Regions from separate parts of the Zea mays genome. Here region 1 is linked to region 2. Evidence: chromatin contacts called from public Hi-C data. All regions are on one chromosome and are shown on one strand. The core of a region is the stretch at or near the end of the contact, and the rest is flanking DNA. Distances in the headings are between cores, read along the strand shown. Region 1 holds the start of LOC103647240. Region 2 holds the start of LOC103647239 (peroxidase 50).

The links. Hi-C and Micro-C count contacts between places; a contact is called where the count stands out from the background.
Region 1: a contact with region 2 is called in a Hi-C map of ear, with 2.8 times the contacts expected there. The contact joins the promoter of LOC103647240 here to the promoter of LOC103647239 in region 2. A contact is called at or near these places in 5 of 25 Hi-C or Micro-C datasets (ear, leaf, tassel and 1 more).

Annotation. Positions count from the first base shown.
Region 1 is chr2:167,402,494-167,405,916 of Zm-B73-REFERENCE-NAM-5.0, reverse strand. It overlaps LOC103647240, which reads left to right and starts at 2,091. Exons shown (of 2, transcript XM_008671801.3): 1 at 2,091-2,522; 2 at 2,603-3,175. The coding sequence starts at 2,091. The coding sequence ends at 3,175. It overlaps LOC100383162 (RNA binding), which reads right to left. Exons shown (of 18, transcript NM_001175827.1): 18 at 669-957.
Region 2 is chr2:167,021,760-167,025,075 of Zm-B73-REFERENCE-NAM-5.0, reverse strand. LOC103647239 (peroxidase 50) reads left to right here and starts at 2,036. Exons shown (of 2, transcript XM_008671800.2): 1 at 2,036-3,015; 2 at 3,182-3,316. The coding sequence starts at 2,191.

The sequences.
Region 1 (3,423 bases), core at 842-3,341, 380 kb before region 2:
TGGCATGTGACGCTAGTAGAGGGAAGCATAGTTAATATCCCTGGATTGGAGGAGGCTGATTTTGGAGGAGGCTGATTATAATACCTCACTGCTAGTACCGAGCGGAACTTGAAAGAGAGCAGAGGAGATGACAGAGCATGTGTGAGTAGAGAAAGAACGCAGATGAGAGCACAAACCCTGTGAGTAGAGGAAGAACGCAGATGAGAGCACAAACCCTAGTCAACGTCGTCTGTGGAGGAGGGAGCAGTCGTGACCATGTCGAGGGAGGGAGGACTGGGGATGACTGCAGCGGCGTTATAGACGGCAACAGAGTGGACGAAGGCAGCAGAAGTCCGACTCGCGTCGCTCGCGCCGCCTCCCCCTCGTATGCGGGGAAAGCTGTTCGGCCTCGCTGCTGGTGGAAAGCTGCCCCGGATATTTTGGTCGGGTCGAGGGAGAACTAGCCCGACAGATTGGCTTCCAAATAGGCCGGAAAATTTCCCTGGGCACTATTTCCACGCGGGCTTCGCTCCCCCGAAAAAGGCCGAGTTCCCCTCCGGAAATCTGACTGCCAAACTAGTCCTTCGCGAGTCAAATGTCCGCTTACTCTGAGAAATGGCCAGCGAGTCAACATGAGTTCCTCCTAACCCCTATCAACACAGCACACGAAGAACCAGAGCGTCACACGTAGTGCCGAACATAACAAATCATGCCACAGTCGAAAATAAAACACAAGTGACGACATCTACCAACTAGGTACGGACACCAGCACGGCAGCACGCTGAAAAATATACACGAGTACATGACCTAAGTTGCAACAATGTACACATACGGGATCTACCATCTACGTATCAGTCTAAATCTAAATCCGGAGTTACACTCATCAGCGTTGGCGAAAGGCTGTGCAGGCACTGAAATTGGGCAGCACAAGGGCTTGTACACTTCCCCAGTCTTTGACTAGCGCTTTATTATTGCGACCTGAAAAATGGAGGGTAAAGTGCGAGCAAAGCGTTAGAGCTGGAAACGCAAGCCATTCATTGATCAGCATCCTATCAAGATCAGAAAAGGAAAACATAAAGACCGTAAGCTAAAAGCCAAAATAGGACTATTCTCTTTTTTTTAAAATAAAGAAAAGCAGACCCGTTGGGTCTAAAAAAGATACAAAACGGAGGAAAGATTTTCCATTGTAAAAGTCGAGGTTGCATAGAAACAGCAACCTAGGATACTTGACAACAAACCTTTTCATCCCTTCGGGACAAGTCAAATTGGTGCTTGCTTGTTGCATTTTACATAATTGGATACTTGCACATGGTGTAGATGAGGTTGTTCCTCTAGACTACTTCGGAGTCTAATAGGCTGTTTGGTTTGAGGAATGAGCTAGTCCATCATCTTCTCACTCTTCACTTTTTTTTTGTTTGGTTTATGGAATGGAATGAGTTGATCCATCATCACCTCATTCCTTATAGTTAGTTAGTACTAATATGAGGAATGAGGTCATCCCACCAAATTTGAGGAATGGACCCATGATGCACCACCACATTTTGGATGGAGTGATTACTCAAACCAAACACCCCCTAAGACTATCTCTAGCAGAATCTATCCCTATTTCAAACTCCACTCTGCAAACAGTGCAATCTACAGTGCAAAACAGTACTTTGCACGGCCGTTTACACGGCTTGCTGGAGATGGCCTAATAATATTGCATCCCATGGCCATGGTGTTAAAATGGATGACAACTCTGCTTGTGTATCACTTAGGGATGAATTGGCTAATCTTATGAGGGCAAATAGGGGCCACTCCTAGAATCATGTAATAGGTTTTATGTTATTTCTTGAGTTGTGATACTATCATGGGCACACTGCTGTGATGAATCTTTTTTATTACCTAAGGCAACGAGTAAACTGTTGTGGTCAATCTTTTTTTATTGGCTGAGGCAATGAGCATATTGATGTGATGAATTTTCTTCCATTAACTGAAGCAATGGGCATAATGCTATGATGATTTTTTTTACTAGCTGAGGCAATGGACATAATGCTATGATGATTTTTTTTTACTAGCTTCACCATCTTGAATTTTTTTTTCATGTTGGGTTCAACCATTGACATTAGGGCATGGAGGAAAAACAAGAAATTATGGAACTATATGAGAGCATTTCTAATGCTATAACACGAGCTGATGCGCAAGCTGGTAGCCAGCCTGTAGGTGCTCCTGCAGCTGTCATTACCGCTGCCCAGCAAGCAAGGCAATCTATGAGGTGGACCAATGTCATGTCCTCATTTGTTCTTCGCCGCTTCTGCCAACTTATCTCAACCGGGGTCAGAACAGATAAGGGTTTCAAGGAGGTCCACTTAAACCAAGTCGCTAGGGACCTTCAGGAGTTCACGGGAAATAATGTGACTAGGACTCAAGTCTATAACCACTTGCGTAAGTGGAGGAATAGGTGGCTGAGAGTGACCAAGCTTAGAGAAATGAGTGGCGCTTTGTGGGATGAGGATAACTCCATGATCAGTCTAGAGGAAGAGCACTATAATGGCTATGTTAAGGTGTGGTAGGCATGTTGCATAACAATTTAACATTTTCAGATTGGATAGTTTCTAATTAGTTCACATGCATTTCATTTTAGGCTCACCCTAAGGATGCTGAACTCTTGAATAAGCCAATAGAAAACTACCAGCAGATGCAGATTACATTTGGCAATGGACTAGCCACAGGAAAGTTTGCTATGGGTTCTAATCAGCCTTTGGGATCTCCATCTGACTGGTCTGAGAGCTCTCTTAAGTATGATGAGTCTCCTAAAGGGTTTGGGGATGAAGACAAGCATCAGGATGTTGGTGGCAAAGCTGGGGGTAGTGGCAACCACCAGGATCCTGGTGCTAATGCTGGTCGTAGTGGTTCTGGGGTGGGCAAGAAGAGAAAGAGGACAATGCTAACTGAGGAGGATACTACTGTGCTTAGTGGCATGACTGCTGCAATCAACAATGTAGCTGAAGCTATTAGGGAGACCAAGGTTGAAGATGTCCATCCTGACCTCTATGCTGCTGTCATGTTTGTGTCTGGTTTCACAGATGAAGCCTTGATTGTTGCCTACTCTCATCTAGCAGACAACAAGGCTCTTGGGTCAGCATATGTGCAGATGTCTGATTCTCACCGTGTGTTATGGCTGAGGACTTTCTTGGCCATGCACTACTACAACTAGTTCTGAATGCTTTAGTGCTGGTTGATCAAACTTTTGTCCAGGCAGCAATTGGTGGCTTATTTTGTGCAGCAGGAACCCCTACTTAGCACTAGTGCCCCATTTTGTGCAGGATCCTAGTGTCGACATATTTTGTGCAGTGAATCTGACCTTGCATTCTTTTGTGCAGTTGATCTGGTCTTTGCATTCTATTATGCACTTGATCTGATCCTGCGTTAATTACATAGAGACTGTTGCATAACCTATTCTAT
Region 2 (3,316 bases), core at 787-3,286:
CCAAAGCCAACCAAGCCGGAGGGCACGTCCGAACTTGTCGAGGTTGAGAACGCCAAGACCGCCTAAGGCTTTGGGCTTGCTAAGTAGCGGCCATGCCACAAGACAGGGACCCCCATTAGATTCGACCTTACCTTTCTAGAGAAAGGTGCGACGGATATTGTCAATGCGTTTACGGGCCCAGGTCGCGAGGGGAAAGATCGACAAGTGATAGGTGGGCATGGAGGACAGAATAGATCGAAGACACGAGCATAAGTCTGCATGCACGATTCAGTAGATTTCTTTTCCATCCCGCCAAGAGGTTTTCGATTTTGTTAATCAAAGGTTGGACATGATTTTTTTGGAGTGGACAGTTGTGGAGCTGAAGTCCTAGGTAACGACAGGGGAAGGTCCCTCGGGCCCCTTGGAACAGCTCGAGCACATGGTCTAGGTCGATGCTTTCACAATGTATCAGGTGGATGAAGCTCTTATAAAGGTTGGATGGTGATCAAGCCAGAAACACAGCCAAAGGCGTGCAAAATGTTTTTGACCACCATGATGTCTTCTGTGGAGGGGTTGATAAAGATAGCAGCGTCATCGGCATAGAGCGAAGTTCCCAGTTTTGCTGTAGCTAACGGTAGGGGGAGAGGATCCCATCTTTGGTTGCGAGGTCTAGGATATGTTGTAATGGGTCAATGGCGAGGATGAACATCATAGGGAAGAGGGGGTCCCCTGCCTTACACCTCTCCTGTGTTGGATGGTTTGTCATTGTCACCCGTTGAGGAGGGCTCTCGACATGGTCGGACCAAAAAGAATGGAGATCCACTCACGCCATCGGATCCCAAATCCTATGGTTCGGAGAAATTCTAGAAGATATCCCCAATTAATCATGTCAAAAGCCTTCTGGATGTCGAGCTTCATGAAAAGCGCCGGATTATTCTGCCTGTGCAATCTTACTATGTGGTTTTGAAGGACCTGTTTGGTTTGGGAACTAAAGATTACTACCTCAATGTTAGTCTCATTTAGTCTCCAAATTGTCAAACGGTGGGACTAAAATAGGGGTATCTAGTCCCTCAATAGGTGACTAAAAGGGACTAAACATATAAATTCCACTTTTTGCCTTTATTTTATTTAAGTTGCACTAATAGCAGGAGAATGCTAAGGAGTATTTTGGACCTCTTATGATTTATTTAATATGTTTTAAATACTTTTAGTCAATAGATTCAAACATGGTAATGACTAAACTTTAGTCTACTAACTAAAATTTAGCCCTTGGAGTTAAGGAACCAGACGGGCCCTAAGATTATGACGTTTTCTTGTGCGGTGGTACCTGCCCTTCCGTACCAGCGATTCCGAATGCCAGCGCTCTGAACAAGTACCAGTATGCTTCGTCGGCGAGGAGATTCAGTGGCAGAGGCTGTGCAGTTCCAAAATTCAGCACACCTTGTTGGATTGGCTCGTGATCATAGGCAGATTCAGTGGTAGGACACCTTGTGCGGTGGTACAGGTCTTCTCCATGCTTGCTTCGTGCTTCGTTGGGGTGGACACAGGAAGCTAAGTGGCGCTTGGCAGGATTGAATTTCTCGGCAGTGCGTGTGAAAAGCTGACGACGCGCTCCATTGCTATTGCCTTCGTCCCCGACCGTTTCTTCCTCACGTCCATGGCGGCGGCTTTGGTCTCTGGAGGTGTATGTCGAGGGTGTAGTGGCCTCGGTACATGTCCTCCTTTGAGGACATCTCAGAATGTAGATAGCAGATTCCTATTCAGATAACAAGAGGTCAAAGCAATGCAACAGGTGGAGTGTCCATTAGTGCTACTTGCAAGAGTGCAGTGGGCAAAACCACAGAACGAGCTAATCCGTCGTCTAAATCCACTACTCGATCGAACGACTTCTCTACGCTGACAAAGCATGCAGCTGTGTAATTTATAATCTGAGGATGAGGATGCGATCTCTAGGGTTCCACGCGCACCAAAGGCGCGCACTTTTGCCAGTGGAGGCATGCATGGAGTGCAAACAAGTTCAGCTAGTGCTCTTTTGTCACCTCTCCGATCCGTCGTCGTCGTCTCGAAAACTACATCCACCTCAAAGATTATGTGGTGACGGATCGGCCGCCGGTGGCATATATCGTCGTCATCACTTCACCACTTGCGTCACACCAGCTGCACAGCACATATATAGCATATGAGATTTCGGTGGTGGCGCTCCAGACAATAATGGCCGCCTCCGACAAGCAGGACCTGATGAGGCTTTCAGCGGCGGCGCTCCTGCTGGCGCTGGCCGCGGCTGGCAGCGTCTGCTCGGCGCAGCAGCTCCGTCGCAACTACTACGCGAGCGTGTGCCCGAACGTGGAGTCCATCGTGCGCGACGCGGTGGCGAAGAAGTACCGGGAGACGTTCATCACGGTGGGCGCGACGGTGCACCTCTTCTTCCACGACTGCTTCGTGGAGGGCTGCGACGCCTCCGTGGTGGTGGCGTCCACGCCAAACGCCACCGCGGAGAAGGACCACCCCATCAACCTGTCCCTGGCGGGCGATGGCTTCGACACCGTGATCCGGGCCAAGGCCGCCGTGGACGCCGTGCCGCGGTGCCGGAACAGGGTGTCCTGCGCCGACATCCTGGCCATGGCCACCCGGGACGCCATCGCGCTGGCCGGCGGGCCCGCGTACGCGGTGGAGCTGGGCCGCCTGGACGGGCTGTCCTCCACGGCGACCAGCGTGAACGGGAAGCTGGCGCCGCCGTCGTTTGGCCTGGACCAGCTCACCGCGCTGTTCGCGCGCAACGGGCTCTCGCAGGCCGACATGGTGGCGCTATCGGCGGGGCACACGGTGGGGTTCGCGCACTGCGGAACCTTCTCCGGGCGGGTCCGCGCGGCGGACCCGACGCTGAACCGGAGCCTGGCGGAGAAGCTGGCGGCGTGGTGCCCCGACGGCGTGGACCCGCGGGTGGCGGTGACCATGGACGTGGTCACGCCCAGGGTGTTCGACAACCAGTACTTCCGGAACCTGCAGAGCGGGATGGGCCTCCTGGCGTCGGACCAGGTGCTGTTAGGGGTGGTAATGGATCGTGATCCAAATAGTTCTTCACAAAATGTCAAAGCCCTAAATAAATTATAGTTCAAAAATGACTATAAATAGAGCCCGATCCTAACCCGCTTCGATCCTTAAATCTTATAGTGCAAAATTTATAGCCCATTGTCAGCCCTAGGTGCTGTACACGGACCCCAGGTCTAGGCCCACCGTCGACGCGTTGGCCCGGAGTAAAGTGGCCTTTGAACGGGCCTTTGTGGAGGGGATCACGAAGATGGGCCGGATCGGGGTCAAGACGGGTGCCCAAGGGAAC